Linked DNA regions of Mus musculus: all the other regions are linked to region 2. The links are chromatin contacts, called in public promoter capture Hi-C maps. All regions are on one chromosome and are shown on one strand. The core of a region is the stretch at or near the end of the contact, and the rest is flanking DNA. Distances in the headings are between cores, read along the strand shown. Region 1 holds the start of Zfp688 (zinc finger protein 688). Region 2 holds the start of Eif3c (eukaryotic translation initiation factor 3, subunit C). Region 3 holds the start of Zfp553 (zinc finger protein 553). Region 4 holds the start of Prr14 (proline rich 14). Region 5 holds the start of Zfp689 (zinc finger protein 689). Region 6 holds the start of Zfp747 (zinc finger protein 747). Region 7 holds the start of Srcap (Snf2-related CREBBP activator protein).

What was found. Promoter capture Hi-C pulls out the DNA fragments that hold promoters and counts their contacts. Capture Hi-C pulls out chosen DNA fragments and counts their contacts.
Region 1: a promoter capture Hi-C map of liver shows a contact between it and region 2, with 2.9 times the contacts expected there. The contact joins the promoter of Zfp688 here to the promoter of Eif3c in region 2. A contact is called at or near these places in 2 of 39 promoter capture datasets (liver and pre-B cells) and 2 of 9 other capture datasets (adipose tissue and liver).
Region 3: a contact with region 2 is called in a promoter capture Hi-C map of liver, with 5 times the contacts expected there. The contact joins the promoter of Zfp553 here to the promoter of Eif3c in region 2. A contact is called at or near these places in 3 of 39 promoter capture datasets (hippocampal neurons, liver and pre-B cells) and 2 of 9 other capture datasets (liver and macrophages).
Region 4: a contact with region 2 is called in a promoter capture Hi-C map of liver, with 4 times the contacts expected there. The contact joins the promoter of Prr14 here to the promoter of Eif3c in region 2. A contact is called at or near these places in 3 of 39 promoter capture datasets (the C10 cell line, liver and pre-B cells), 2 of 115 datasets of contacts at active chromatin or transcription factors (double positive thymocytes and memory CD8 T cells) and 4 of 9 other capture datasets (adipose tissue, liver, macrophages and 1 more).
Region 5: a contact with region 2 is called in a promoter capture Hi-C map of adipose tissue. The contact joins the promoter of Zfp689 here to the promoter of Eif3c in region 2. A contact is called at or near these places in 1 of 39 promoter capture datasets (liver) and 2 of 9 other capture datasets (adipose tissue and liver).
Region 6: a contact with region 2 is called in a promoter capture Hi-C map of pre-B cells, with 3 times the contacts expected there. The contact joins the promoter of Zfp747 here to the promoter of Eif3c in region 2. A contact is called at or near these places in 2 of 39 promoter capture datasets (hippocampal neurons and pre-B cells) and 1 of 9 other capture datasets (pancreatic islet).
Region 7: a contact with region 2 is called in a promoter capture Hi-C map of liver, with 6 times the contacts expected there. The contact joins the promoter of Srcap here to the promoter of Eif3c in region 2. A contact is called at or near these places in 4 of 39 promoter capture datasets (hippocampal neurons, liver and pre-B cells) and 2 of 9 other capture datasets (adipose tissue and liver).

What each region holds. Positions count from the first base shown.
Region 1 is chr7:127,420,404-127,424,619 of GRCm38.p6, forward strand. It overlaps Zfp688 (zinc finger protein 688), which reads right to left and starts at 1,631. Exons shown (of 3, transcript NM_026999.4): 1 at 1,406-1,631; 2 at 1,002-1,115. The coding sequence starts at 1,601.
Region 2 is chr7:126,563,962-126,568,143 of GRCm38.p6, forward strand. Eif3c (eukaryotic translation initiation factor 3, subunit C) reads right to left here and starts at 2,405. Exons shown (of 21, transcript NM_146200.1): 1 at 2,387-2,405; 2 at 2,118-2,258; 3 at 742-807; 4 at 455-644. The coding sequence starts at 2,218. It overlaps Gm25579 (a small nuclear RNA gene), which reads right to left and starts at 3,188; the gene lies at 3,083-3,188. It overlaps Gm24596 (a small nuclear RNA gene), which reads right to left and starts at 19; the gene lies at 1-19.
Region 3 is chr7:127,231,052-127,234,927 of GRCm38.p6, forward strand. Zfp553 (zinc finger protein 553) reads left to right here and starts at 2,010. Exons shown (of 2, transcript NM_146201.2): 1 at 2,010-2,435. Gm4532 (predicted gene 4532) reads right to left here and starts at 2,079. Exons shown (of 1, transcript NR_030674.1): 1 at 1,367-2,079. It also overlaps a transcript of Septin1 not described here.
Region 4 is chr7:127,469,157-127,472,957 of GRCm38.p6, forward strand. Prr14 (proline rich 14) reads left to right here and starts at 2,458. Exons shown (of 11, transcript NM_145589.2): 1 at 2,458-2,821; 2 at 2,942-3,110. The coding sequence starts at 2,799.
Region 5 is chr7:127,447,750-127,451,563 of GRCm38.p6, forward strand. It overlaps Zfp689 (zinc finger protein 689), which reads right to left and starts at 1,409. Exons shown (of 3, transcript NM_175163.3): 1 at 905-1,409; 2 at 614-727. The coding sequence starts at 1,109. It overlaps B130055M24Rik (a long non-coding RNA gene), which reads left to right and starts at 641. Exons shown (of 2, transcript XR_869949.3): 1 at 641-1,822.
Region 6 is chr7:127,374,414-127,378,366 of GRCm38.p6, forward strand. Zfp747 (zinc finger protein 747) reads right to left here and starts at 1,637. Exons shown (of 3, transcript NM_175560.3): 1 at 1,230-1,637; 2 at 976-1,089; 3 at 1-285. The coding sequence starts at 1,413.
Region 7 is chr7:127,510,338-127,514,432 of GRCm38.p6, forward strand. It overlaps Srcap (Snf2-related CREBBP activator protein), which reads left to right and starts at 1,646. Exons shown (of 34, transcript NM_001304266.1): 1 at 1,646-2,001; 2 at 3,828-3,903. It overlaps 1700008J07Rik (RIKEN cDNA 1700008J07 gene), which reads right to left and starts at 2,532. Exons shown (of 1, transcript NR_024331.1): 1 at 101-2,532.

The DNA.
Region 1 (4,216 bases), core at 381-2,880, 860 kb after region 2:
CTGTTACCCAGGCAGCACCAAAGCATAGCCCGGTGGCTAACACGGAGTTGTTGAAAGTCAGTTAAAATCCCCTTCCTCCTGTGTCAAATGGGAAAAAGTAACGGTCCCCTGACTTCCAGGATTGTTGGATTAAATACATACATGCTTATTGGTCACTTAGTAAATGCTCAATAAACAGTATTTACTGGTGTATTTTGTAGTTGGTTTTGGTGCAGCGGTTCTTTGATAGATGAGGCACCATATTTGCTTCAGGGTTCTTCCACTCAGGGTAGAGATGGGAGACGAGCCAAGCTGTCATTATCCAGGCAGACACTTTTCTTGTGTACCACTTTGCCTTGTTCAAGAACTATGATAGGCAGACAAGTTCTATTTTTAGGGGCATTTTAGGGATTTTTGGAGGGTAGGGGTGGTGAGCTGAGACAAGGTCTCACAGTATGTTGTCTCAATTGGCCTCAAATCCCCCTGCCTCTGTCCCCCCGGGGTACTGAGATTAAAGGTGTGTGCCACAATGACCAGCCTTAGTTAGTTTTAAAAAGGGGAAATGAGTGTTATTTTAACAAACATCTGGAAACATAAACATTCTTTGAGTTCTAGATTCTCCTACTCTGTTTTTTTTTTTAAGATGTATTTATTTGTTTTTATATACATTGGTGTTTTGCCTACATTTGGTTCTGTGTGAGGGTGTCAGGTCCCCTGGAACTGGAGTTACAGACAGCTGTAAGCTGCCGTGTGGGTGCTGGGAATTGAACGCTGGTACTTAGGAAGAACAGTAGGTGCTCTTGACTCATGGGCCATCTCTCCAGCCCCCCTACTGTTTTTAATAGGACAGCTCTCCTGAATTTCCAAAACTCTGGAGTAGATAGGCTTTCTTTTCTTTAGTATCTGAACATGTAGGCTCTAATCTGTAGGGATGCTGGAATGGGGAATCTGAAAGAAAGGTTTACTAGAGAAGAAACCCCCGGACAAACAAGGTTTCAGGAGGACTTGGGACAATCCCTCACCTCTCGGAGCTCCTCCCAGGCTTTCCCCCTCCTCAGGATCCTGGGCGGCGGGGCTCCAAGCCTCACTCCCCTGTTCCATCCAAGAGATGAGGGCTGGTTTGGGGCCCGGGAACCCTGAGAGAGAACAGGGGTCACAGTGCTGGCCTGAGAGGCTGGCCGGGGCAGATAGCATCCCACTAGGGTGAGGGCACCTCCTCGGAACTTATGCACACATTAACCTGGACAGGGTTTGCGATGCTCTTGCCTGAATGGAGACTCCCGAGGAAGCCCTGAGAATGGAAGGTGACTGATGCTGCTGGTGGAAAAGTGCGGGATGAGGGCTCATAATCCACTTGATCGGTCTACTGCAACTCCCCGGTGAACCCCCAGGAGGATGGGGGCGGGGCTCTGACTCGGGGCCTCACCGAGCGCGCCCAGGAGGCCGTAGGTCTCGCGCATCACCTCCCGATACAGGGTTCTCTGCGCGGGCCGCAGACACCCCCACTCCTGCGGGGAGAAGTACACGGCCACGTCCGCGAAGCTCACAAGCTCAGGCTTCCTGAAACCGGGCCAGATCTCCCCAGGCATCGGAACCAGCAGTGAGGCCGGGGGTGGCGCCATCGGGGATCCTGCCCAGGCAGCGGCTTGGCTGCCCTAGCCTTCCGCTTCCGGCCTCCGCAACCGCGGGAAACCACGCCCTTGGCACGCCCCTTGGTCACAGTTGCTAGCAACGCGTGCGGAACGAACGCGGCAGCCTTACTGGCCGCAAGGGAATGCAGAGCAATAGTGTTTACTCCACAGCTGCTCACACAAAGACACGAAGGTGTGAAGGGAACCGAAAGATGTCTTCAGAAAACATGGAGACCGCCTAGCTTCAGTTGTCATTGACGGCACTGAGGTGCCCTTTCTGCAGCTTAACAAACTTCGGACTTCCACTGCCCGCGGCGCCCCATTTGCCCTTAAATACAATGACCGCTTCAGGAATGTTGGTGTTCGTTTCTATGTGTAGGAAAGAGAGACCTTCAAAAAATACCCGCTACCTGCTGCCTCATGGACCTCTGTGCGCAATTACAACGGCTGATGATTGGCTGTAACGGCAAGGAGCAGCAGTGTTGCAATTGGCTTCGGAATGGCGGGACATCTGAAACTGTTCTGAGGACCTGGGCATCCCTGGTGCCTGAGATAGTGTCTCCCCAGTCTCCCAGTGTGCGTCCTGCTGATGTAACTGGAATCTGATGGTTAGCCTCTAGAACCTGGCAAAGCCTGAGTATTGCATTTCAGAAACTCAGTTCGTGTCTTCAGAGAAGTTGACAGAATACTTGAACCGGTGGTTCTGCTCGCTTAGTCTGTATATTTAAGTTACAGGCTAAGGGGTGTGCTTAGTGTGTTTCTGCTCGGATGAAAGCATATTCTGGGACGTGGAAGCCCAGGAACCACACAGCCCAGAGGTGGGACAGTCTCCTAAGGGAAGGGTATTCTGAGACATGGGGGCTCAGGAACCACAAGCTGGAGGGTCCAATGTGTGGAGGGATGAATCCAGAGAAAGCTGCCCTCTGCTCCTTGGAGCAGACAATAGGGAAGTGAACAGAGGGCAGACCTTATATAGGACTTCTTAGGGGGTAGAGCTTTTCAGGGCAGAGAGTAAAGATTGGTGGGATTTCAAATCCTGATCTTGGGGAGCTCAGGGCTTGGTGTTTTTTTTTGTTTTGTTTTGTTTTGTTTTGTTTTTCCCTGTTCAAGTGTTGGTGGGTTTTCATGCTCAGAGAGAAGTGGGGTTTTGTTGTTGTTGTTGTTGTTGTTGTTTTTCCTACTCAGGGATTGGTGGCTTTTTTCCACCACCCCCTTTTCCTGCATTGGGCCCATGGCTACAGATGGCTTTGATTGAGGTAGCATCTCTGTGGAGCTGTGTGGGGAGGCTAGAGAGGGGGTGGACAGCTCCTGCAGTGGTGTTCAATTCACCAAGGCTGTAGGCTGAGGCAGGAAAGGTGTCACCCACCGCTCCTGTGGGACAACTCCTGCTGAGATGGGAAAAGAGATGTGCCACCGTGGACAGCTTCCATGAAGGCTGCAGGCTGAGAAGGTAGAGAGGTGTGGCCTTTCTGACATGAGCCACCATTTTGACAGCTCCTGTCGGATCATTTTACAGCAGCCGTAGGGTGGAGGGAGAAGGAGGGGTCAGCCACAGCTTTGACGGATTTTGAGGTTGGAACTGGAATGAGAGAAAGTTTTAAATTGCATTGTAATTTTTTGCCAAGTTTATTAATATGTAGGTGGAGCCAGCAGTGGAGGGCTTGTGTAAGCCCAGCACTCAGAAGACCCAGGTGGGAAGAGTTGTAGGCCAGTCTGGGTTACAGAATGAGGCTGGGTCAGAAAGAAAATATATTAATTTAACCCCATTTTTTAGAAAAAAATAAATAAATTGAGTTTTAGCATATATGTAGCATATCTATATCTATCTATAGATATAGATGGGTTTTTTCTTTGTTCTCTTTATTCATTGCTTTGTGTGAGTTCTTTATGGGTTCTTCTGTCTCCTTACAATATCTTCTCTATGTGACTTCACACAGCTTCTCCTGGCTCATCTGTCACCAACTGTCTTCTCACTCTGCTAGCCCAATTTACCTTCACTCCACTCAATCTCTTCTCTACCCCTACTCTGAAGAGAGAATCTCTTATAAGCATCACCTGTCGATAAAAAAGCCAATGGCCAATGAGCTGAGGAAGGGAATAGGAGGTGGGACACTAGCAGGAAGAGAGAGGATTCTGGGTACTAGCAAGAGCTGTGAGAGATTTGCCTAGGAACGCTGAGGAGACAGCCATAAACCAGCCATGTGGCTGAACTCAGGTTAGAATAAAGAGGACATTTACCCTGGACTTGGTGCATGAAGCTGAGAAGAGGTAACTAAGCATATGGAAGACACAGAATAGTTTGAATGGGTTAATTAATATGAGCCAAAGCTATGGCCAAGGCATTTATTAATAAATTATTAGTCTCAGAGTTGTCATTCCAGAAGCAAGGGCTTGGAAGAAAAAGGATTTCTTTTTTATTCAAACTTCTTCCTTCCTGCACCAACTGTCTTCACTAACTCTACTCTCTGACCCAATCCAATCTGTAGCTGCTTGTATTCTAATGCTAATTGGATACCCAAAACAGTTTGCACCAGAGGGTCTGCACTTAGCTTGTGGGAACCTGCCCCCAGTTAATTCTGATTGGTAAATAAAGATGCCAATAGCCA
Region 2 (4,182 bases), core at 1,155-3,654:
GTGCTGCCGAAGCGAGCACAATCTGTACCACTATTAACCAAGACTGTTAACTAAGCAGCGCTGGGGACTCAATGGAGGCAAGCAGCCTACAGCTGACCTACACTCCAACCCAGGACTAGGAAGGCAGGGGTGGGCAGATCTCTGAGCTCGAGGCCAGCCTGGTCTACAGAGTAAAGTAAGTTCCAGGTTGGCCAAGACTATACAGAAAATCCCTGTCCTGGAAAAAAAAAAAAAAAAAAAAAACAAAGTAACGACAAGAACAACAAAAAACAGCCAAACCCCAATAAATATAGTCAAGCTTTTGCCCAAAAATAAGTTTTTCTCCTTGCTTTATCTCATTTTCTATTTTCTAGGCACCACTGTAGATAAGAAGGCAAAGAGCCCTGAGGAGAGCCCTGGCAGCAGGCAAGCAGCACAGCCAGGCCCACACCCCTCTGCATGCTCAGAGTCACACCTCATTAAGATAGTCCTCCAGGTCAGCCAGTATTCGGATGTAGAATCGGGGGACACCTTCCTTATCCACAATACTCTTGGCTTTCCCATAGGCCTTTCCCAGGAGCTCAAACTCTTCTAGACACTTGGTGACATCTCGAATCTTCATGGCATTACGGATGGTTCGTATGAGGTTGGTCAGCTCCTCAAACCTGGGTAGGAAGTTCAATACCAGATTGGCTGTGTCTGTCTATCATGGAGAAAACAATACCATCACTCCCCCTAACCCCTAACCTACGACAGCCTCACCTCTTGTCCTTGGCGCTTCGGACAACTCTCTTTGTATCCTCCTCATCCTCGCTCAGTAACAAAGGCCTGTATGAAAGGAACAGAGACCATTACCCTTCAGTCTTAGCTAGTGTTATTTCTCTTATCAGATGAGAACCGAGGCATGCATACCATCTTCTTCTCTGATCCTTGTTCTTCATACTCATCTTAAGCAGCTGCAACTCTAAATGAGGTCTCTTGTAAACCCTGACAGTATCTACAAGAATGTCCCCAAGAACAAGTAACAGAAGGCTTATAGACTGTATGAGACAACTGTCTAACAGCACATATGGCTACAAGTACCTAAGAAAGCAGCAGACAAAAGGCCCCCTAACTCTAACAAATGGGAAAAGCTCCAAGGAGCTGGTACCTAGCCAGATTCTAAAAAGAAACATTTCCCAAAATAGGAGAGGCCACTAGTTTTGGTGAATTCTAACACTCTCTTTGATTGTATTTTTTTCAATAATGGGTGAAAGCATTCAGTTAGCAACAGTGTCTCTATTATTTTCTTTCCATGGTATTAACTTTTCCTGACAATTTTTTTTTAATATGGGACAAGTGATAGTTTTTCCACTTTGGACAGTGTTATGCTATCGCAGTCACATGGATATGTCTGGATATTCATCTACAATTCTCTACAAGTCTCTGTGGAGCGCCGGGCGTGGTGGCGCACGCCTTTAATCCCAGCACTCGGGAGGCAGAGGCAGGCGGATTTCTGAGTTCGAGGCCAGCCTGGTCTACAAAGTGAGTGCCAGGACAGCCAGGGCTACACAGAGAAACCCTGTCTTGAAAAACCAAAAAAAAAAAAAAAAAAAAAAAGTCTCTGTGGAGGTAAGTATGTCTTAAAACCCTTCAGGTACACAGCAAAAACAATGTTGTTTTGAGAACTGTTTCAAAGTTCAAAAAGTTTTAATTTACAGAGATCGAGAAAAAGACAGTAAATAAAGATGAACACAGCAGTGTTTAGCATTTGGCACGCAGAGCCAAACGACCGGATTTCAGGGCCAAACTAACCAAGCACTGAGGGTTTCCCTCCATGAGTACAAATCATAACGACTAAGCTTAGTGGGAAGATTTACGATACGGGGAGTTTCCGAAAGCCACAGTCAAGGGGCGGGAAGGGATGCGAGAGATGGAATGTGGGCAGGAGTTACGAGGCTGCAGACTTGGAGGCCTTAAGAGCTGATGCAATACTAAGCAACGGAAAACCTCTCCTCCTCCTCGGTACCGAGGACGCCGAGGGCTCCCCCAGCTCGCTGCGAGAGCTCCTTTCTCAGACGCGCCCAGCCCATGGCTCCGCTCGCCCACCCGAGCCCCCGCAGCCCGCCAAACCCGTCCCCTCCGCGCCCCCAGCTCACTGTTTGCCGTAGTTCCCGGAGACCGGTTTGGTGACGAGCTCCTCCCCGGACAGGGACGACTCCGACTCACTGTCCGAGCCGGTGGTGAAGAATCGCGACATGGCGACGGCGCTGAAGGGCTGAGGCGCTCGCGGCCGGAACCTGAGGAAACCCGCGGCGTCAGGGTTTGGGGGCAACCGCGGCTACCATCTCCCGACCCGGACCCCCGTTCCCGCCTGCACGGCCTCCCCCTTGCCCTCCACGGAGCACGAGGCCCAAGAGACACGAACCAGCTAAGCTGCCGAGTCCCTCTGAGCAGGTGAGACAGGCACGACGCCGGAAGAGGAAAAGGTTGGGGGGGCGTCACTTCCCGGAAGCACCAAAGAATGCGCTAAATAACTACAATTCCCAGTGGCCTTTGCGCTATACACGGCCTGGGACGAATTAGTAGCCGAGGTTCTAAATCTTATCTAAACTAAGACTGACTGGCTGCTCACTAGGACCGCCCGGACTAGGCTGCAAGACTGACAATATAGAATTTAGTAACCGCCCCATGGTGCACGTCTGTAATTCCCTACACTAGAAAGGGTGAAGCAGGAGGATCATGGGTTCAAGGCCAGACTGGGCCAAAAAAAAAGAAAAAAAAAAAAAAAAAAAAAAAAAGCTAAGCTCTGAAGCCTGCGGAGGTGGCTCAACACCTTTAATCCCAGCGCTCAGGAGGCAGAAACAAGTGGATCTCTGAGTTCGAGGCCAGCCTGGTCTCCAGAGCGAGTTCCAGGACAGCCAAGAGAAACTATGTCTCGAAAAAAAAAACAAAAAACAAAAAAAAAAAACAAAAAAACAAAAAGTATTCTGGCCGCCCATCTTAACTTCAGAGTAAGAATCTAAGGGCTGGTGTCAGCTTGATGCCGATGTCCTGCGAGGTTTTGGAGGAGTGTCGTTGTTGTCATTTTGTTTTGTTTTGTTTTGTTTTAGAAAAGGATTTTAAAAATACGGAACGCTTTACAAATTTGTGTGACATCTTTGTGCAGGGGCCATACTAATCTTACCTTATCTTTCCAATTTTAATATATATGCTTCAGAAGAGAGCATGGTTTCTCAGGTTTAAGCAAACTTCATAGATCTTGAGTGTTGGAATCCTGTCTTTACCGTTTTCTTAGGCAAACTTTCTAACTTCTAATCTCTCTCTGCTCTTCTCCCTGTGCTACAAACAAAGGGGAATAATAGCACTTGTTCATTTGATATTAGGAAAATAAAATGAGAACATATGATGTGTGTGGGACAGTACCTTGTGCAGAATGAGCATATACTAGCTAGCCACTGGACCCACGAGGTGTTTCAGATGAAAAAGCACTTGTCACCAAGCGTAAGAACTTGAGTTAGTTCCCTATGGCCACAGAATAGAAAAAACAACTCCTGATAGTTGTCTTCTGACCACCTCCCCTGACTACCACCCTACCACCTCCCACCTCCCCCAATTCCTAGTGGCCTTTGCAACATACAAGGCCTAGATTTTTGTAGTACTGGGTATGGAACCCAGGGTCTAGATCCATACTAGGCAAGCATTTCACCAACTGATGTCTGGGGTGCCCAAAAATAAACAGTGAAGTATAATTCTAGCAAAATGGCACTGTTGGGTGGGTTTTATATAAAGACGGCCTTGAGGTCAGAGGCCTGAGGCTTCACCTTAGCCTGCTAGCCTGCTGGCAGTGTATGCATGTCTGTGTGCCTACCTCAGCGTGGCCCCAGTGCCAGTCTCTTGTGTATGCATGTTGCCTGCCAGAGTTCAGCTTCCAGGATTAGGTCCGTTTTTGTTGCTATGAAGAAACCATGCAAAAGCAAAGCAACGTATAGAAGAAAGACCTCACTGGGGATTACAGTTTCAGAGGATGAGTCCATGATCAACCGGGCAGGGACATGACAGCAGCCATGGCGCCAGAGCAGAAGCTGAGAGATGACACAGAAAGAGGCAGAGGGGGAGAGACACACAGAGAGAACTGGGAAGAGTGTGGGATCCAGACATACACCTCCTCCAAGGCCACACCTATTTTTTTCTGTTTTCTTTTTTTCCAAGACAGGGTTTCTC
Region 3 (3,876 bases), core at 760-3,259, 670 kb after region 2:
CCAAAAGGCAGAAACAGAGCTCAGAAATAAAGCCTAACCCAAAGGGATAGGGTCCAAAGCCCGGTGGGAACTTCTGCCTCCAAGAACACCAGAGATCTGGTGAAGCATTTACACCAACCAAGGGGGAGCATTTATCAAGCCATCAGTGGGCCAGGTGGGTCTGTTGCAGGTAGAACTGGTGGGTAGGGTCCCAGAGTGGCTTTAACCCCCAAAAGGGGAAAGCAGGCACCAGGATATTCATGTTAGGGCGGGTTTGTATCGAAAGTTGACCTTGGTGGCTGGGGCCAAGGAATTTGCAGAGAACACACCACACAATTGACCTATAATAATGCAATAAATGTTAAGAGATTTATTGGGGGGGCACAAAAGGCTGATTCAGAGCAGGAGAGAGAGAGAGAGAGAGAGAGAGAGAGAGAGAGAGAGAGAGAGAGAGAACGAACCATTGATGGCATGGGCTTTATAAAGGGTATGGCAGCTGGTGATGATATAGCTGCTGGGGCTGGATTGCTGAAGGCAGGTGAGGGCACACCTGGTTCTGGAATGTGGGCAGCTCCTAACACATGTCCCACCTGTGACCTCAACTACAAATAGTACCATACAGAATGTTCCAGAAAACAGCAACCACGTCCTTGTTCCAAAAAGTTACAGCCATCTTGCAAGCCTACATTTGTCTCAAAAGATCACTGTAACCACCTGTTGTTATGAACGCCTTGTAACTGTTCTGCTCTGTAACTCCACCTATTTGCCTGCCAAATCCCCAGTTTGGACCCCCCCAACCCCCTCGAGCTATAAAACCCTTATTTTTCCCTAGTTCAATACTGACCTTTGAATCCATCTTAGGGGCAGGCATCTCGTGTAGAAGAGTAACAAAGCTTGCTTTAATTGGGCATGATAATTTGGGTCAGTGGTCTTTCTCCTCCCTGCTTTGGGATTAACAGGACCAACCAATTTTTTTTTTTAAGTTAGTTAGAATTTTTAAAATTTGGGGGGCACATTGCACCAGTGCATGTGGAGGTCACAGGACAACGTGCACTCTCCTTTCCACCACACAGGTTCCCTGGAGAGAACTCAGGTTGTCAAGCTTGCGGACAATCCCCTTTTCCCACTGAGGCATGCCACTGGCCCAGTTCTCCACGCCTTGTATGATTTTTTTTAAAAAAACTGACCGCACTCTAGCCGGGCGTGGTGGCGCACGCCTTTAATCCCAGCACTCGGGAGGCAGAGGCAGGTGGATTTCTGAGTTTGAGGCCAGCCTGGTCTACAAAGTGAGTTCCAGGACAGCCAGGGCTATACAGAGAAACCCGGTCTCGAAAAAACAAAACAAAAAACCCCACAAAAACTGACCGCACTCAAGGGACAGACGATGCATGGTTTAACTTTATCTCTAACTTCTGCTTTATTGACAAATCTAATATAATACAAATAACATTATGTACTGCTAAAACATAACGAATTAATAAAAACCCCGTTAGCACTCGCTTTAGTGGCAGGACGGAAGCCTCTGGGTACTCACCTCTATAAAGGAAAACCTGCCTACAACATAAGATGCCGGGGTTATGCTTCTAGGGCCTGGATCCTTTGGAACGTGACTCCAGCAAGATGGAGGCAGGGTTTATTCTTCAGTCCCTCCCTGGGCTTGGCCTTTGCAAAGCCTTTCTTTGTTTTTCTACCTTTGTCTCCGCCTGTCGTCCTTTGTTCTGTCTCCCGCCCGTTTCTCTCCAGGCTCTCCGCCTCTTAGGGCCCCTGATTCCATTAGGGTGACTTGACGGTTCTTATCTGTTTCTACATCTCTTTGTCTCTGGTACCCAGTCTCTAGGTCCTGTCCCCGAGCATCGTCTCTCGCCGACAGTGCCCCGACTCGTGACTCTCAGGCTAGAACTTGGCAGGCTCCAGCTCGACCTGCCTGCCCCGGCCCAGCCCCCACTCCGAGCTGGGCTTTGTTTCCCCCGCCTCGGCGCCCCGCCCCGCCCGCCGGCTCTCTGTTTCCCTTTGTCTGCCACTCCATTCCTGGGCTCCTTCCTGGTTGTCCCGCGCGGGCAGTCCGGCTCCGCCGTGCCAGCTGTCCATCCGAGGAGGCACGCCGCTAGCGCCGCAGGGCACGGCTAGAACTGGTCCACGCCGCCGCCGCCGCCGCCGAGCCCGCGGCTCCTCCGGGTCCTAGAGCAGCTCGCCGAGGCCCGTGCTTCCGCTTCCCGTCCCGCCCAGCGGCGCCCGGGACGTGGGCCGAGCCCCCTCCTGGCGTGGCGTGGAGCCCGTACCCGTGCGGCTGGCTGCTGGGTTCCTGTTGTACCGAGGGGAACGGGGCGGCAGGTGCCCTCGGACTCACCGGGGCCGCGTCCCGGTCGTGGGCCGACGGTGCAGCGCGCTGCACAGCCCTGGGGCGCCGAGCTTCGCGGTACAGAGGACTTGAAAGCGGCTGAGAGCCATCGGTACAGGTGAGGGCGGCGGTCCGCATCGCACAGGAAGGTAATGGATGCTTGGGGACCCAGGGCCCAGGAAAGTCGGACGTGGGCGAAGGGGCAGCAAAATCCGAAGGGAAGAAGCCAACACCTACTGTGTGCCAGGCCGTGAGGGGCATCCTCCCTAACGCTCTCCCCTCCCCCTTCACTCAGCCCTACTGCAGGCCTCCAGGCTCAATTGTAATCTCTGGTGCTCTTTCTCTGCATGCGTTCTGCTGTAAATCCAGCTCTAATACTGGCTGCCTTCTCAAAACCTTCCCTGGCTTTCTTATTTTTATTAATTTAAAAGCTCTAGTGTTAAGTACAGACCTTGCGTGCTCAGAGTAGTCTCAGTATCCTTTTCCAAATAACCGCGTTCCTTTCCGTTGTTTTTGCTGCAGAGTAATGCCGGTCCTTGACTTATCTCTTGCCTCTTGTGGCAGCAGGTTTATTCCGAACCCGCAGTTACAATCATTGCTACTTTGTTTTTTCTCTCCTACACCCCATATCTGTTTATCTGTAGGGAAGTAAGTTTATACAAGATCGTAGAAGTTACCAGGATAGAGCCAATGGAGTGGAGAATTCAGATCCAGTCTGGGCAGTACAGTAAGACAGTCTCAAAAACTGGAGGAAAAAAAAGAAAAAAAAAAAACCCACAGAAATTCGATCAAAAGACCATATACTAGGTTTTCTAAATTGAAATACTGTAATATAACACAGGCTTGAGTAGATAGTTAGAAACTCGGCCCAGGGTAGGGTTTCCTCCAAGTAGGAAACACTTCTCTCAAACCCGATGGCATTCAGTGCTGGGATGATTTATGGGACCGCAGAGAGGGGCTTGGAAAGTTTTCTACTAACTTTCTTTCTTTCTTTTTTTTGGGGGGGGGGGTTCCTGTGTAGCCCTGGCTATCCTGGAACTCACTCTGTAGACTAGGCTGTCCTCGAACTCAGAAATCCCCCTGCCTCTGCCTCCCAAGTGCTGGGATTAAAGGCTTGCACCACCACACCGGGCTTCTACTAACTTTCATGTGGTGGTGGCACATGCCTTTAATCCTAGCACTCAGAAGTCAGAGGAATGATAGAGACACCTCCGTGAGTTTCAGGTCATCCTGGTCTAAAGAGTGCGCTCCAAGACAGACTCACTGCACAAAGAAACCCTGCTTTGAAAACAAAAGAAAGAAAAAAAATTGCTTTAATTCTCTTTGTTTCCATGGGGGTAAACCAAAGAGACTAATATTACCAATAGGATTGTGAAAGTCTTGTATTGTTAGAAGGCCCCTGTATTGTTTAGTTTAGTGATCATTGATTAAATGCATAGCAAGCAGGGGTAATGGTGCACTTACTATCCCAGGACTTGGGAGGCTAAGAACACTTTGTTTTGAGACAAGTTGTTACTTATGTAGCTGACCTTGAAGTCAGATCCACTTGCCTCTGCCTT
Region 4 (3,801 bases), core at 1,208-3,707, 910 kb after region 2:
ATGGTCAGGGTGGGTCAGGGTGACTCTCTTTGAATGAACACTCTTTGAGCCCAGGAAGCGGGTGGGTGGAGGAAGGAATGTCACTATCTGTTTTATGATTAGCATACCTTGGAGCACTGAGTTTACTACTCTTTCATTAGAACCTACTTCTTCAGGATTCCAACACAGACTGAAGACCAGCAGCTCTCTAGGACTTCCCTGGGACTCTAGCACCAGATGGGACTGCCGAGACAGCCAGTCTTCTGAACTGAACAACTACTTGATCCTTGCCCTTTCAGTCAGGAGACAGCCACTGTTGGGCTGCTAGAACCACAGCCTCTAAGCCACTCTAATAAATCCCATATATGTATATTCATTGTAACCGTTCTATTCCTTTAGAGAACCCTAACTAATACAACACACAAGTAAACATACCTCTTTCTTTGTCTGGTTTTCCAGACTGGGTTTGTGTAGCCTATGCTGTCCTAGAACTATGTAGACTAGGATGGCTTTGAACTCAGAGATCCACCTGTCTCTGTTTCCTGAGTGCTGGGGTAAAAGGTTTGTCCCACCACCACTTGGCAATAAACATACATATTTGTTGTTTTGCTTGTTTGTTTTTTTTGTTTTGTTTTGTTTTGTTTTTCCAGTCATGGTTTATCAGTTTAACAGCCTTGGTTATTCTGGAACTAAGTCTGTAGACCAGGCTGGCCTCACGCTCACAAAGATCTGAAAAACATACTTTTTTTAAAAGTAATTTTTTTTTTCTTTAAAAAGATCAATCAAGCTAGGCAGTGGTGGTGCATGCCTTTGGTCCCAGCACTTGGGAGGCAGAGGCAGGTGGATTTCTGAGTTTGAGGCCAGCCTGGTCTACAGAGTTAGTTCCAGGACAGCCAGGGCTACACAGAGAAACCCTGTCTCCAAAACCAAACAAAAACAAAAAGATCAATTGAGGAAGACACCTAACAATGGTTTCTGACCTCCACATACCAACACACACACTGAGACACAGAACAGCTAATTCTTGGGGAGTTAGGAGCTTTGGTTAGGTGGTAAAGGCGCATTCATAGTGCAAGATGCCAGTAAATGACCACTTCTTCCCCACCAGTAGTCCAGCTCCTAACAAAAGGTCCTTTGGAGCAGGCTCTCCAGCATTAGGATCGACTGCTTATCTCTTATTCCAAAAGACTACCTGACACCCTGCAGAGGACAGGCTCCTCTTCCAAGAGTTACTTCTGCCAGCCCAGAACAGGAAGGACAATGAACCGGCTCCACCAAGCAACCCCAGGTTGGTTATATTAGTCGCCTTCTGAGTGGCCTGCAGACACTACCTAGGAAGAAAGGAGGGGGGGGGGGGAGGAGAGAGAGAAATGCTAGTGAATGAAGCTCACCGCACCCAGCCTTCTCCCCACTTAGGCTGTTCCTGGTCTCTCCAGAAACTGAATTGGAAGCTAGAGGCCACATCAGGCCTACTCTTTAACTTGGGATCTTCAGGTTTTCCGTCCCGCCGTCCCGACTTCCGGAACTTCAATCCTAAGGAACTTAAACCTAAGAAAATGGGAAATTCCCAAATCCTTAACATTTAATCGATATTCACCGGCGTTAAGAACAAGAAAAATTACGTTAGGTGGAGAAACTTTAGCTTTCCTACACTTGTCCAAATATAACAAGAAACGTGATATAGTAGTTGGTCGCTGACCAGCCTTTGAAAAATGACGCTTTTCGGTCGACTAGTGCTAAAATCAGACTGCCCTCAATTAAAATGGCGGTGCAGGCACAATTGAGCTTCTTTGCCCCTACGTATTATGGCGGGCAGGAGATTTCACGCAGTTTCTCCTAACCCCGGAAGACCGGAACCGGCAATTGGGCGGTGCTTAAGACACACAGAAGAAGGCCTCTGACGGTTGGACAGCGCTGCATAAGGCAGGCTTTAAAGAAGCCGGAGGTGGGAGCTGTTTGAAACCCGGATCCTTGGAAAGCTGCGGTGAGAGGCGTAGGGGAGGGGTGGGAGTGGGGGGGACCGGGCTGGAGAGAGGGCCGGGAGGCGGGGGGAGAAGAAAACGTTTGAGCCAACTGGTCCGGGGCGCCCGAGAACGCGGGGCGGGGATCCAAGTAGGGCGGGGGCTTGGGGTGGGATGTTACCGGTGGGCTGGACCTTCTGGGATTGGAGTGAATGGTCTACCGGTTGGTTTGACAGTTTATAACCCAGAATCCGGACTGAGTTCAGTGATGAGTTTAGGCCTCCCCCAAGGGGAACTTCGTTAAGCTGAAGCTCTCAGTGGGAGGAGGCAAGTTGCGCGGCTTCTGATTGGAAGAACCGCGCAGTAGGATTCTTTCCACAGAGATCCAATTTAGGCGATCTGGTAGGAGGGAGGGCTGTTACTAAGTGGAGTAATTCTTTTGGAGCTCTTGCTTGGTGGGGCGAGGACCACAGAGGAATCTAGCGGAAACGGAAGCCTCTCGGGACCGGGATCCCACCGGATCCCAGAGAACCTCAGGGAGGCATCTAACAGGGACAAAGGTCCCAGGAGGCTCGAGCGGTGGGAGAGCTGTAACCTCCGCAATCCAGTCTCGCGGCAGGTGCCAGGCAGGGCCCGAGTGATCAAGGCGGCTGCAGCGGGAAGACCCGGCTCCGAGAGGCCGGCCGGGGGCGCCCTTTGGAGGAAGGGCCTGTGCCCTACCGGGAGCCGCAGGCGGACTATGAAGGGCGGAGTCCCGGGGGAGGAACTGGCCCTCATTCCCCACTCCCCCGCTCCCCAATTTACCCCAGGCCTCAGCCTGGGATACCCCAGGGACTCCCCGGAACCGCCGCTTCCCCCATGGACTTGCCTGGGAACTCCAGGTGAGAGCGTACCCCGCCCGCCTGACTTGAGCTCGGGAGACGGGGATGCTGACGGCTGCACCCGACTACAACAGAGGCAACAACAGGTTCAGGCAACTGTCTTCTACTTTCACCCTCCAGCCCTTTTACACAGCCAAGCCTGTGCCGTCAGCCTCTATCTCGAGCATCATGGGAAGCCAGGAGCCCGAAAAGACCGAGGCTGCAGCCTTTGGGGACCCCTTCATCCCTAGAAAAGGCCTCTCGGAGGGTCCTTGCCGTGGTGTTGGAAGATGTCATGACTACAAACAGGGTGAGCCCTTTAAGTGAAAGACCACTCCCTCTTCCCTATCCTCCATCCCCGCCCTGGCTTAGTACTAAAGTCAGACCAGTTCCACTAAGCCAGCCTTCAAAGCAGCCTCCATAATGCAAGACCATATGGTTTTGGGTAATTCATGTGCCTGTCCAGTCACCCACTCACCCAACCACATCCTACTAAGTATGAAAAACTCTTCTGACTGCCCTGTTATCGCTATCCTTTGCTACTTGGTGGGTTCTTCCATCCTCCCAACCCCCTAACACTAGTTAAGAAAGAAAAAGAATAGAGAGGAAAGAGATCTCCGAATAAAGGCAAGGGAGGGAATGGGGCGATGGTAGGCTACTTTCTGCTGATTAGGGGTGTCGAGTTCCTTGGGGCAGGTTTGATCTTCGCCATCAGGATATCTACTTTCTTCTTGTGAATAATAACAAACATCCAATCAATAACCAACCCATTCCTTGGGGGCCTTAACATGAAAAGTCCCCAGAATTCCAAAAGTCATACAATTGCAGAACCTGTCTGTAGCTGGCAAAATTATGCCCCTGCTGGAGGCAAATCTTAGTAAGTTGCTATGGACAATCTAAAGCAGTCCCATATCCCACACCTGGGAGTAAAACAAAAACATGATATTTTCGTGCTTTTTAAAAAAGAAACCAAAGCCGGGCAGTGGTGGTGCAAGCCTTTA
Region 5 (3,814 bases), core at 159-2,658, 880 kb after region 2:
GCCTTCCTTGTGGCTTTCTGCTTCAGTTCCTGCCTTGATGTTCCTGCCCTGCCCTGCTTTGATGATGGATGTTTACATGAAAATATCAATGAAATAAACCCTCTTCTCCCCAAGCCACTTTTGTTCATGGTGTTTATCACAGCATAGAAACCTCTGACCAAGACAACTCCCAAATATGCAGCTGTTGGTCTAGGAGCACTTTGAGAGAGTTGTAAAAAAAAAAAACAAAAAAACCTTGGACTGTATTTCATCCAGTAGTTCACAAGCCTAGATGAACATTCCAATCAATGGGGCTTTTTCTTTTTTAAAGTCAAGAGTGAACCAGGGGCTAGAGAGAGATGTCTCAGTGGTTAAGGACTCTTTCTAGTCTTCCCAGGACCGATGGGAATTGGAGAAGTTCAATGGAAGCTAAGTCCCGGATCCTGGAAAGCAGTAGTTATCTTTTTCAAAGCTCAGTAATTCACTTATGTCAATGAAGTACCGTTTGTAGTTCGTATGCCCACAGTACAAGCAACCTGGTTAACTCTCATCAGACGACAAATTTAGATTGGGTCGACAGTTTAGGGCATTACTCAGGAAGGCAGTATGGTTTTCGTGGGTATTTTTCACTCACTTCTCTGGAATGTTACCCATCTCCGGTACTCCTGCGGATCTAGGGCTGCTGGTTCCCAGTCATCGGTATTTCGTTCCAACCAGGAGATGAGAGCTGGTTTGGGACCTGCGCATCCTGGGGAAGGAGAACCAGTCAGAGAGCTGGCCCGAAGAAAGGATGCTAAAAAATAAACGCCAACCCCTAACAAGCCGATCGCAGGTCAGGACCCTAGGCTCCCTGCCCCCACTCTACCCCGCCCTCAAGCTCCATCATCCCTTAGGCCCCGCGTAAGCAGATTGGGCCGGGCCTCACCGAGCGCGCCCAGGAGGCCGTAGGTCTCGCGCATCACATCCCGGTACAGAGTCCTCTGAGCGGGCTGCAGACACCCCCACTCCTCCGAGGAGAAGTACACGGCCACGTCCACGAACTTCAAGGCCCTTGGCCTCCTGCCCCTTTTCCGAGTAGGTCCAGCCTCTCCGACTGCCCGCAGGAGAAGCGGAGCCGAAGGTGGCGCCATCGGACCTGCTCCCCGGCCTTGCCACGGGGACCCGGAGACCTAGAAGCTCCGTCGGGAAGGCCCGGAGGAAATCTGAATCGGCTGCCTGAGGGGCCGGGCGGCCCGACACAGACCGTTATTCAGGGAACTCCCGCTGGAACTTGGGTGAGAGGCACCGGAAGATGCCTTCGGGGAAGATGGCGGCGCTGCTCCTGCACCACCGCTGCCTAGAACACAGGCAGGTTCCAGCTATCGATTTTATTGACCCGAACGCCATGCCGACTTCTTAACCTCCTTGCCCTAAAGTGTAATGGCGCTGCGAGATGGCTTCTTGCCTACTTTCCTCCTATCTATTGCATTCGTTTATTGGTTGGTAGCTGAAGATCGGGCGTTCTGATTGGTCATCAATGAAGGCGGCCCATTTGAATGAAGCCAACGGATTCTTAAGGGCAAGAAGGTGGATCCTGTGTCTCTAAGCCGGTTGTGAGAAGTCTTATGAATGGGAGGCTTTTCTTGTGTTCTCCAACGCTTGTTTGCCCTACTTGGAGAAGACGTTTCTACAGGTCTTCCAAAGGGAAAGTCACACAGTGACAACATGGATTTTTGAACAGCTACATCCTACGATCATAAAGGTGTCACAGCCAGGAATTCTGAAAAGTACTAGATGAGAAGGGAGCGGTGGTAAGGATCTGGTGCACAAAAGGCGCGTCTGGTAAAATTGAATGACTAGAATGGTAAGTTGACTGGTCTTGTACCTTGGGCAGCTCCTAAGTAGTCTATAGAAGTGAATGGCCTACCTGAGTACCAAGGAAGTTCGCTTGTTTAGAGGTGAGACCAATAGCTTTGGGCTTACCCTTTCTTTGTACAGTGGAATGCACATTTAGGCTACCAGGGGGAACAAAAGACAGATGGCTAGTTGATCCTTTCATTTATAATGAAGCAGGGAAATCACCCCTGTACCGTTGCTTTCCGAAATAGTGCAGCTGTGTCAACGTGTGTCAGGAGTGCATGGGCAACATAGACCCTGTTTTTAAATGAAGAGTGTATAGCCCAGTGGCAGGCATTTGCCTAGCATGCATGGGGCCCAAAGTTCTATAAAAGTATTTTTAAAATAGATACCCAGGACTGGGTATGAAGCCGAACCTATTGCTCCTTTCTGAATAATTATCAGGTAAGGAAGACTGCACAGAGGGTAAATAGGATTCGCACATCTAGAGGCCACACAGAGAGGCTGTGCCTTCGCTGCTGAGAGCCAGCCAAGCACCTGGACTATTCGAGTAGATGGTGTCTGAAACTTTATGTCTAGAGTCCTGGACTCCCCCCTCCATAGAGAACTACAACAAAAATCATAAGACAGCCGGGTGCAGTGGCACGCACCATTAATTCCCAGCACTTGGGAGGAAAAGGCAGGTAGATCTCTTGAGTTTGAGGACATCCTGGTCTACAAAGTGAGTTCCAGGCTATCCGGGGCTATCTCAAAACCAGCCTGCCTCAAAAAACAAATGAACAATAAAACCCCCACAAATCTGGATCAGCTTCCTCAAAATCTGTTACTAGACATAGGAATGAAATCCAAACATGGAATGTCTTCTTTGTGGCTCTAGCAACTCTTATGTTGGGCAAAACGCTTTAAGACTAATTTCTCCCCAGCTGGAGAAGTGGCTCAGTGGTTAAGAGCACTTGTTCTGGGGCTGGAGAGATGACTCAGCAGTTATGAGCACTGATTGCTCTTCCAAAGGTCCTGAGTTCAAATCCCAGCAACCATATGGTGGCTCACAACCATCTGTGATGAGATCAGATGCCCTCTTCTGGTGTGTCTGAAAACAGCTACAGTGTACTTACATAAAATAAATAAATAAGAAAAAAGAGCACTTGTTCTTACAGAGGACCCAGATTCTGTTTCTAGCACTCACATGGTGGCTAACAATCATCTGTAACTGTATTCCAAGAAATCTGCCACTGTGTCTTCCAGCAGCAGCAGGTACACATGTGGTACACAGATATACAGTCACACAAAACACCCATATTCATGAAGTAAATATTTTTTAAAAGATTCAGTCCATGGTTCATGCTCAGTGACTGCCAGCACCCAGAAATGCAACCTTAAATGTTAACACACTTTGATTTCACAGACTGCCTAAGGGATCACTTCACCATAAACCCAGACTAGGACAAGCAATATCAGTCCTAGAGAGAAGTAGAAAAACTACTTATTAATGAAAACAATAATTGCCTCCTCTTCTTTTTCAGATAGGGCCTCATGTTGTCCAGGCTAGCCTCAACACTATGTAGCTAAGGATGACCAAGAGCTTCTGGTCCTCCTACCTCTTAACTCCTGCATGCTCAATTATAAGTATGCACAGCATACCCAGTTTTATTTGGTGCTGGGATGAAACCCAGGACATTATGCAAACTAGGTGTCTTAAAGTTTCTATTGCTATGATGAAACACCATGACCAAAAAGCAAGTTGGAGAGGAAAAGGTTTATTTGGCTTACACTTCTATATCATTGTTCATCACTGAAGGAAGTCAGGACAGGAACTCAAGCAGGGCTGGAATCTGGAGGCAGGAGCTGATCCAGAGACCAGGAAGGGTTGCTACTTGCTGGCTTGCTCTCCATGGCTTGCTCAGCCTGCTTTCTTACAGAACCCCGGACTACCAGCCCAGGGATGGTATCACACTCAATGAGCTGAACCCCCCCCCCCCCCCATCAATCACTGATCATA
Region 6 (3,953 bases), core at 387-2,886, 810 kb after region 2:
GGGAAGAATACCGGCCAAATCGTTTGTTGCAGTCTGGGCACTGAAACGGCTTTTCACCTGTGTGAGTGTACATGTGTGCCTCCAACGTGGACCGCCGGGCAAAACTCTTCCCACACAAATGGCACCCGTGACGCTTGTCTGCCCTTAGGACCGTGGCTTGAATTCCACTAGCGGAGACAGCAAATGAGAGTTGTGGCTCCTTCTGCCCAGGTTCTGGAGAAAATGTCTTCTGCATTGCTTCAGTCTCTTCTCTTGGTCTCTTCCTTTCCTTCTCGTGCCTGCAATCTGCTGGGAGACCATGAAAAAAGCTCAGACTCTGACTTCTACTGCCCCTTAATTTCCACAGCCCCACAAGGGGACAGACTGGACACAGGAGTGGAGATGTCACAGCATCTGAGCATGTGCAGTGTGCAGATGTCCAAATGCAGCATAAAGAAAGGGGTCTGGGCCTCGGCTTGGTGGCGCACACCTTTAATCCCAGCACTTGGGAGGCAGAGGCAGGCAGATTTCTGAGTTCGAGGCCAGCCTGGTCTACAGAGTGAGTTCCAGGACAGCCAGGGCTACACAGAGAAACCCTCTAAAAAAATAAAAAATAAAAAATAAAGGAAAAGAATTGAAAAGAAAAGAAAGGTGTCTGTGTGGTCCCAATTCCCAAGTGCAGTAAGCTAAGCACTTCTCAGAGGTGGAAAGCAAGAGCTAAAGGAGACTCCAGAAGGCAGCCACAGTGATGGCAGCAGAGGAGTGGGAACGAGGGGCTACAACCCGTACAGCCTAGTGGCCCTGTATATACGAGGTGAGAGCACTGGACAGAACAATCACAGCCCCTTTCTAGATGAATCCAGGGGCCAGCCATCATGGCTTTGGCCAAGAAACAAAAACAGGGAAGAAACTGCCAGGCAGTAAGTGCAGTCACTAGAAGACACCACACAGGCTGGCAACACAGAAGTTTCCCCAGGCAAGTACCCAGTCCTTCACCTGAGTGGACTTCTGTCCTGCACATGGCCACCTCTGGATCCTGGGCACCGGGTCCCCACACTTCGGACTCTTCCTCCACCCAGCTGATGAGCGCTGGTTTGGCGCATCCGACGTCTGTAGGGAAAGATAGCAAACCCACTAGTCAGGAGGACGACCCAGTTGGTTCCGACCGCCCGTGCCCAGGTCTCTCTGCTGCCACGCAGGACCCACGGTGTCACAGGCATCGCGACCACGGCGGCCAGGAAGGTTCTCACCGAGATAGGTCAGGAGACCGTAGGTCTCGCGCATCACCTCTCGGTACAGGGCTCTCTGCGCCGGCCGCAGATACCTCCACTCCTCCGGGGAGAAGTACACGGCCACGTCCGCGAAGCTCACAGTCCCAGGTTTACAGAACACAGGCGGTACCGAGGCCCTTCCCGGGGCCATCACCTGCGCCATGTAGACTCCCCGCACAGTCCCTGGGTCAGCCCCGCACTCCTGGGATTGCCTGCCCAGTCCAACGTGTCCGTTTTCGGGTACCAGGGCTGAAAAAGGACAGGAACCAGGTCCGTGTGCACCTTAACGTAGGGAAAAAGTGAAAACTGATAGGAGCACAGCGGAGATTTCCGGAAGACCGAGTAAAAATGTGGACTTGGGCGCGGCGTCTCAAAACTACGCTCCCTAGCGGTCCTGCCCAGGGTTGTATCACGTGACTTCCTGCACCAATGACATCAAGCCCTCAACCAAAATGGCCACAGAGTCTACAAGTGCCAGTCTGAGAACAAGTCCCAGGCTGGCAGGCCAACATGACACACCCTGCCTGTGAGCACCACAAACAGGGAGGGTTTTATGGTCTCAGGAGAACCACACCCCTCTCACAGTCAGCTAGGTGGAAGCGGCCTGTGAATAGATGTTTAGTATTTTATTTGTGGTCAGTGTTCATCTTGGAGCTAGAAGCAAGCCTGTGGAGGGAGGGCTGTTAATAAGCTTTTTTTTTTTTTTTTTAAATTAATTTCAACGAGTACTGTAGCTGTCTTCAGACACACCAGGAGATGGTTGTGAGGCATCAAGTGGTTGCTGGGATTTGAACTCAGAACCTTTAGGATGAGCAGTCTGTGCTCTTAGCTGCTGAGCCATCTCTCCAGCCCTGTTAATGAGCTATCAAATGAAGCAGGCCTCCAATTGGGGTGGTTCCACCAGCTTGGTCTACAAATCTCAAACTAGTTGAGGAATACTGACTGCTCCTGATACAGATCAGAGATCACAGAGCTGATCTTTGATCAGCCAGGACACCTGGGACATTCCAGACCATCTAATCTTCTAAAAGGTTAGATGTACACCTGCCCAACTGGATTTCTCTGCCTCACTCATAGGAGGGAGTTAAGATATCTGGGCCATTTGTGAGAGTCCCGGGAGGAATGAGGTCCAACTCACAGTAAGGATTTAAGTCTGACTCATTGTTATTTTAATATAAAAATACCTACTTACAAAAGGGATATTATCCTATTTGTCATCATTCAGAGCTGTTTGTACTTTATAAAAAAAGACAAAGAAACCAGGGATATGTTGGTGGAGGCACAGTGTGGGGTAGGTGAATGGGGTACCTCTGTGAGCTCATGCTCAGGCATCCATTCCTCCAGAGGGACCAGCTCACAATGGTACAGTATAGAATAGAGTTCATTTAAGGCATGGGGAGGAGAGTTGACTGCTTAATAGAGACAGAGGCAGGGAGACAGAGAGAGAGGGAGAGAAGGGGGAAGGATAGAGGGATTGAGAGAGAAAGAGAGAGAGACAGAGAAAGAGAGGGAGTAGAACACATATAGAGGGGGGAGGGGAATGGGGAGAGAAGGGACAGAGCAGAAGAGGGTTAGAGAGCAAGAGAGCAAAAGGAGGGAGCAAGCAGACCCTTTTATAATGAGTCATGGCTGTTGGCAGGAAACGAGGGCAGAGCCTAGAAGAAATGTTAACATTCCCCCATTTTGGTTTAATTAAAAAAAGGGAAATTTTCAAAGTGGTGATGGTGAAGCAGGAGTAGGGTTGTCATGATGTCTGACTATCATGATGTCTGACTACTTCCTGCTGACTTTGGGGTGACATGTGTCTGGGAACCCTAAGAAAATGGGTATGGGGAAGTCGGTCCAGTCTTAGCAGAGTTGGCTGTTTCCTTGCTGTCCAGGGTCTGTGGAACCATCTATGGAGAGAGAGGATGGAGCAGGTCCAATAGGTGCATCTGTGCCTGTGAAAGAAGATGGGAGCACCGGTGGGTTGCTTCTCTGGAGCTGTCCTGGATGTAGTAAATGGCTGGACTTGACAAGATGCTGAAACACACAGACACACACACAACAGGTAGAGATGAAAGTTAAATAAATTTGGCAGAGAAACATCTTTTCTTAGGAAATTTCTTGAGGAAATGCCTCCATGAGATCCAGCATAATAAGACATAATTGACAATAATATTTCTCAATTATTGATCAAGGTGGAAGTGCCCATTGTGGGCGGTGGCATCCCTGGGCTGATAGATCTGGGTTCTGTAAGAAAGCAAGCTGAGCAAGCCAGTAAGCAGCACCCCTCCAAGGCTTCTATATCAGCTCCTGCCTCCAAGTTCCTTCCCTGTGTGAGCTCCTGTCCTGATTCCCTTTGGTGATGAACAGCAGTTTAGAAGTATAAGCTGAATCAACCTTTCCTCACCCACTTGCTTCTTGGGCATGATGTGTTGTGCAGGAATAGAAACCCTGACTAAGACAGGTAGCAAATGAGGACATAGGCCATTGATTGGCAGGTGTACTTATCTGGATGGTGTCTACTTGGTCCAGGAGAGGTAGATCTGATTGGGTTTCCTGTAGCTTATGAGTTTATAAAAGAGATAGAATTGATAACAACATGAACAGTCTTTAAGATGAAGTTGGAAAAAGCAAAAGCTTTCCTGGAGCAGAAGGAACAAGAAGGGATTTTTCCTTCTATCTAGGAGAATGAATATATTACATTTAAAAGACTACGGA
Region 7 (4,095 bases), core at 396-2,895, 950 kb after region 2:
CTATGGTATCATTTAGATATAGGGGACTCAACACTGATTACTTCTGGGTAGAATTCTCTAGGCAGGGTACTGGGAACATTTAGGAATTTTTTTTTTTTTTGCAGATAATCCTTTTACTGATAATTCATACTACATTTATTTTTACAAAAGCAAATATTTATTACCTCTGTAATTTTAGAATTTATTTTTATAAGTGTTTGCCTGAATGTATGTCTATGTATTAGAAGGTTTCAATTCCCTTAAGACTAAAGTTAGAAACTGTTAAAAGCTTCCATGTGGGTGCTGAGAATCAAACCCTGTGTTCTCTAGAAGAGCAGCCAGTGCTCTTAACCACTTAAAACATCTCTCCAGCTCTGCCTCTGTAAATTATTTAAACACACACACACACCTTTAAAGTACTAAAGTGAAAAAAAGCAACACATAGTTACTATAAGATTATATGCATATCCTTTTTTTTAGACAGGATAATCTTGAACTTTAGAATATTAGTGTGTGTGTGCTCTGTGTGGTTGTTTGTATTGACTTATGCAACAGCACAGGTTGGCCTCAACCAGTAAATTGGGATTGTGCATTTATGCTACCATACCTAGCTGTAAAGAATCTTTCTTCCAGTCTCTATTCAACTTCCATTTCCCCTCAATAGCTTCTCCTCTGTCCATCGCTGATTTATTTTTATCCTGTTTTCTTAATTATTAGTTATGTTTTGGGGCAGGGTCTTGTTATGTAACCAATGGCTCAAAATCTTCCTTGGAACCGTTGTAGATAATAAATGCATCCTTAAAATCGGAAGGGAGTATCAGATTCTCTAAGAGATTTTTTCCCCCCTAGACACAGGAATTTTTCTCTGTAGCTTTGGTTGTCCTAGAGCTAGCTTCATAGACCAGGATGGCTCTGAAGTCAGAGATTCGTCAGCCTCTATTGGGATTAAAAGCCATGAGCCACCACCACCCAGCCTTTTTTTCCTTAAGGATTTTTATTTGACTTGAATGGGAGTTTTACTTGCGTGTATGTCTGTGCACCGTGTTTGTGTATTGCTCTCTGAGGCCAGAAGAGGGTGTCGGATTCCTTGGAACTGGAATAACTGTTAGGAGCTTCTTTAGTGTGGAGATAGAATGTCCTCTCAAAGTGGAAGCAGCCAATATTCTTAATCACTGAGCTATGTTCTCAACCTCTCAAAATAGTTCTTAAATGTAAAAGACTGCAAACCTATGGTACTTGTATTTGAGAGTTCTTGGGAAAACCGGTGTTACAAAGTCAACCGCAGCTGGTAGTGGTGGTGCATACGTTCATTCCAGGCAGACGCAGGAGCAACTTTGTAAGTTTAAGGTTAGCTTGATCTACATAGCGAGTCCATGTCAGCCAAGGCTACATTGTTAGACCTCACCTTTCAAAAACAAAAAGTAACTGCTGTAGGAATCAGTAGGTCTAAGCTCTTCTACTCATTTGTTTCATTTCACTGGGTGATATGTAAGAACAAAAACTCCGAAATCCAAAGGGTGGTCCCAGTGGGCAGCTGCAATGCAGCACGAGTTTCAGACCTATTGAAGCGTGCTGGGCCAGCATGGAGCCTCGGAGCGAACTACAACTCCCACCTTGCTTTGCGCCGCACAGTCCTACGCTAGCACGCGAGCCTACCCGCCCCTTCAGCCTCCAGTTACTGTGTATCGCGAGAAGACGGGCCGCTCTGGCGGTAGCGATAACGAGCCTTGGTGGTGGTGGTAGTGGTGGTGCTAGTGGCGGTGGCGGCCGAGACGGCGGCGGCCATTTTGGTGAGGCCTCGGGAGCAGCGGAGGCGGCGGCGGGGTCGCTGGGAGTAGCGTCTCCTTTTTCTTCAACTCACCAAGCACCTCTTCGCGGCGTGACTGGAAGCGGTGGGAGCATCGGGGTGGCTCGTGTTACGGCCCTTAGGGGAATTTAAAGTGGTGAAGGCGGCGACCAAGAGGGGGCCCTCCCCCCTCCTCGGCGGGAGGGGGGGTGGTGAGCACGCCCCCGAGGACGCAGGTAAGGAGAGGGAGACAAGATGGCGGAGGCCCCACACTTTCCCCTCCCCTGACGGGTGCCTGCGCGCGCATCTGCGAGCGCCGCTTCCCACCTTCCCGGGGTGCTGCGCGCGCACCGCCCGGCGGGGCCCCGGGGCTGGCGAGCGAGGTTGCCTGCGCGCGCTCCCGGAGCCGGGGGTGGGGGGGAGGGCGTCGGGCCGAGCGGCACCTGGTGTCAGAGCGGCGCCTCGCCCCCCTCCTGCCCTTCTGCGCACGCGTGCGCGAACGAGCAGCCCTCGAGAGGACGGACCCAGGTGCGCTTCTGCCCGCCCACCAACCTGCCTCCCCTCGGGGGCGCGGACGAGGGAAAGGGGTGCACGGGACGAGTAGTCCGGGCGCGCGCCCACCATAAGCCATTTAGGAGCCCGAGACTTGGCGCACGAACCCTTCCTTCCCGAGCTCTTTGCGGTCTGTGGATGTGGGGGCGCCGACGGACGCGGACATCTGAGTCCTGTGACCCGGTCTATGGGATCGGGTTCTGGCGGGAATCCCCCCCTCCTCCCCTCCCCAATCTGGCCGTGCGCGCCGCCGGCTCACCCCGCCTCCGGGCCGCGCACGCGCCGGCGCCTCCCCCAGCCGGTCGAGCACGTTGGGTGGGGTGGGCGACCGCGAGGGGGCGGGGCCGCCGTCTGAGGAGTCAAAACTTGGCAGAGGTCAAGGGTCATGCTGGGTCAGTCCACTGCGGGGGGGGTGGGGGGGTATTGGGAGGTCATAAAGAAGGCTGGAGTCCATAGTTGGGGCCTCATGGTTTTGGATTACCTCCAATCCTTGGAATTTCTGAAGGGTGAATCAAGGCAGCACAACACCTAGATAAGGAATTAACTAGGCAAATGCTTCCGGATCTTGAATACTTTATTAACCCTGCTTGTTTCCGGCTGTTAGGGCTCCTTGGCGCCTTCCTCACTTAAGTCTGCTTATAAAGCTCTTTCTTGCCGGGCGGTTGGTGGCGCACGCCTTTAGTCCCAGCACTTGGGAGGCAGAGGCAGGCAGATTTCTGAGTTTGAGGACAGCCTGGTCTACAAAGTGAGTTCCAGGACAGCCAGGGCTACACAGAGAAACCCTGTCTCCAAAAACGAAAAGCGTTTTCTTTAAAGTTCTTTGGCCGTTCCACCTCGCTCTTTCTGTATTCAAATAGCCCTCCTTTACTTTATAACTATTTGCTTTTTGTTTTGGGGAACTCCGCCCTCATTTCTGTTAAGTCCTCATTGAAAAGACAAGGAAGCTGTCAGGCATCCAGGAGGCGTTGTTAACTTCTAGATGAGAAGTTTCTGTCCTTCAGTTGTCTGTCAGAGCTTTAAGTACTTTTAGCTTTTAAAACGTTTTGTTGTCTTCTTCTCTGCTCTTACCCAGCCAGAATGTACAACCCTGTGAGATTCTCCGTACAAAACACTTTGTGCTTTGTTGCCACAACATGTATATACACCACATCCATGCTTGGTGTCCAGACAGGCCAGAAGAATAATCTGGGCCACTGGAGCTGGAGCTATTGTGAGCTGCTATATAGGTGCTTGGGACAAAACCCAGGACCTCTGCAGGAGCAATGAATACTCTTAAATCCCTGAAGCATTTCTCCACCCCCACCCCCAAGGCTGAGCCTTGCCCAATTTACTACAGCCTTGCCTAGTTTACTGTATGACTTTCTGAAGCATGAGCTTTCCCTGTTACTGTTCTGTGAAGTGACTTCGGATGTATTTTAAAGTCCAATAAAGCTGGTGTACGTAACCTTAGATGAGTATGGATTGACACATGTGGGTCGTGTCCTCACTGCTGCTGCTTCTCCTGTTTTAGGTGTGATTTCCTTCAGTACAGCACGGCACCGTGGAAGTGCAGACTCTCACAGGGGGTGTGGTCTCTGCTCACACAGGTGAGCTCACCTTCAGATAAAATTTTGTGTGCTGATGTTAATGGGAGAAACTGTATGACATGATGAGAGAATAGGTTGTGAATGATTACTGCATGTGTTTTCTATGTAGGGTTTGGTGATAGTACAACCAAACTGAGGCTGAATAAGGGAAGGTGTTACCCAGGCACTACTAGGGAGAGCACTAAGAGTATT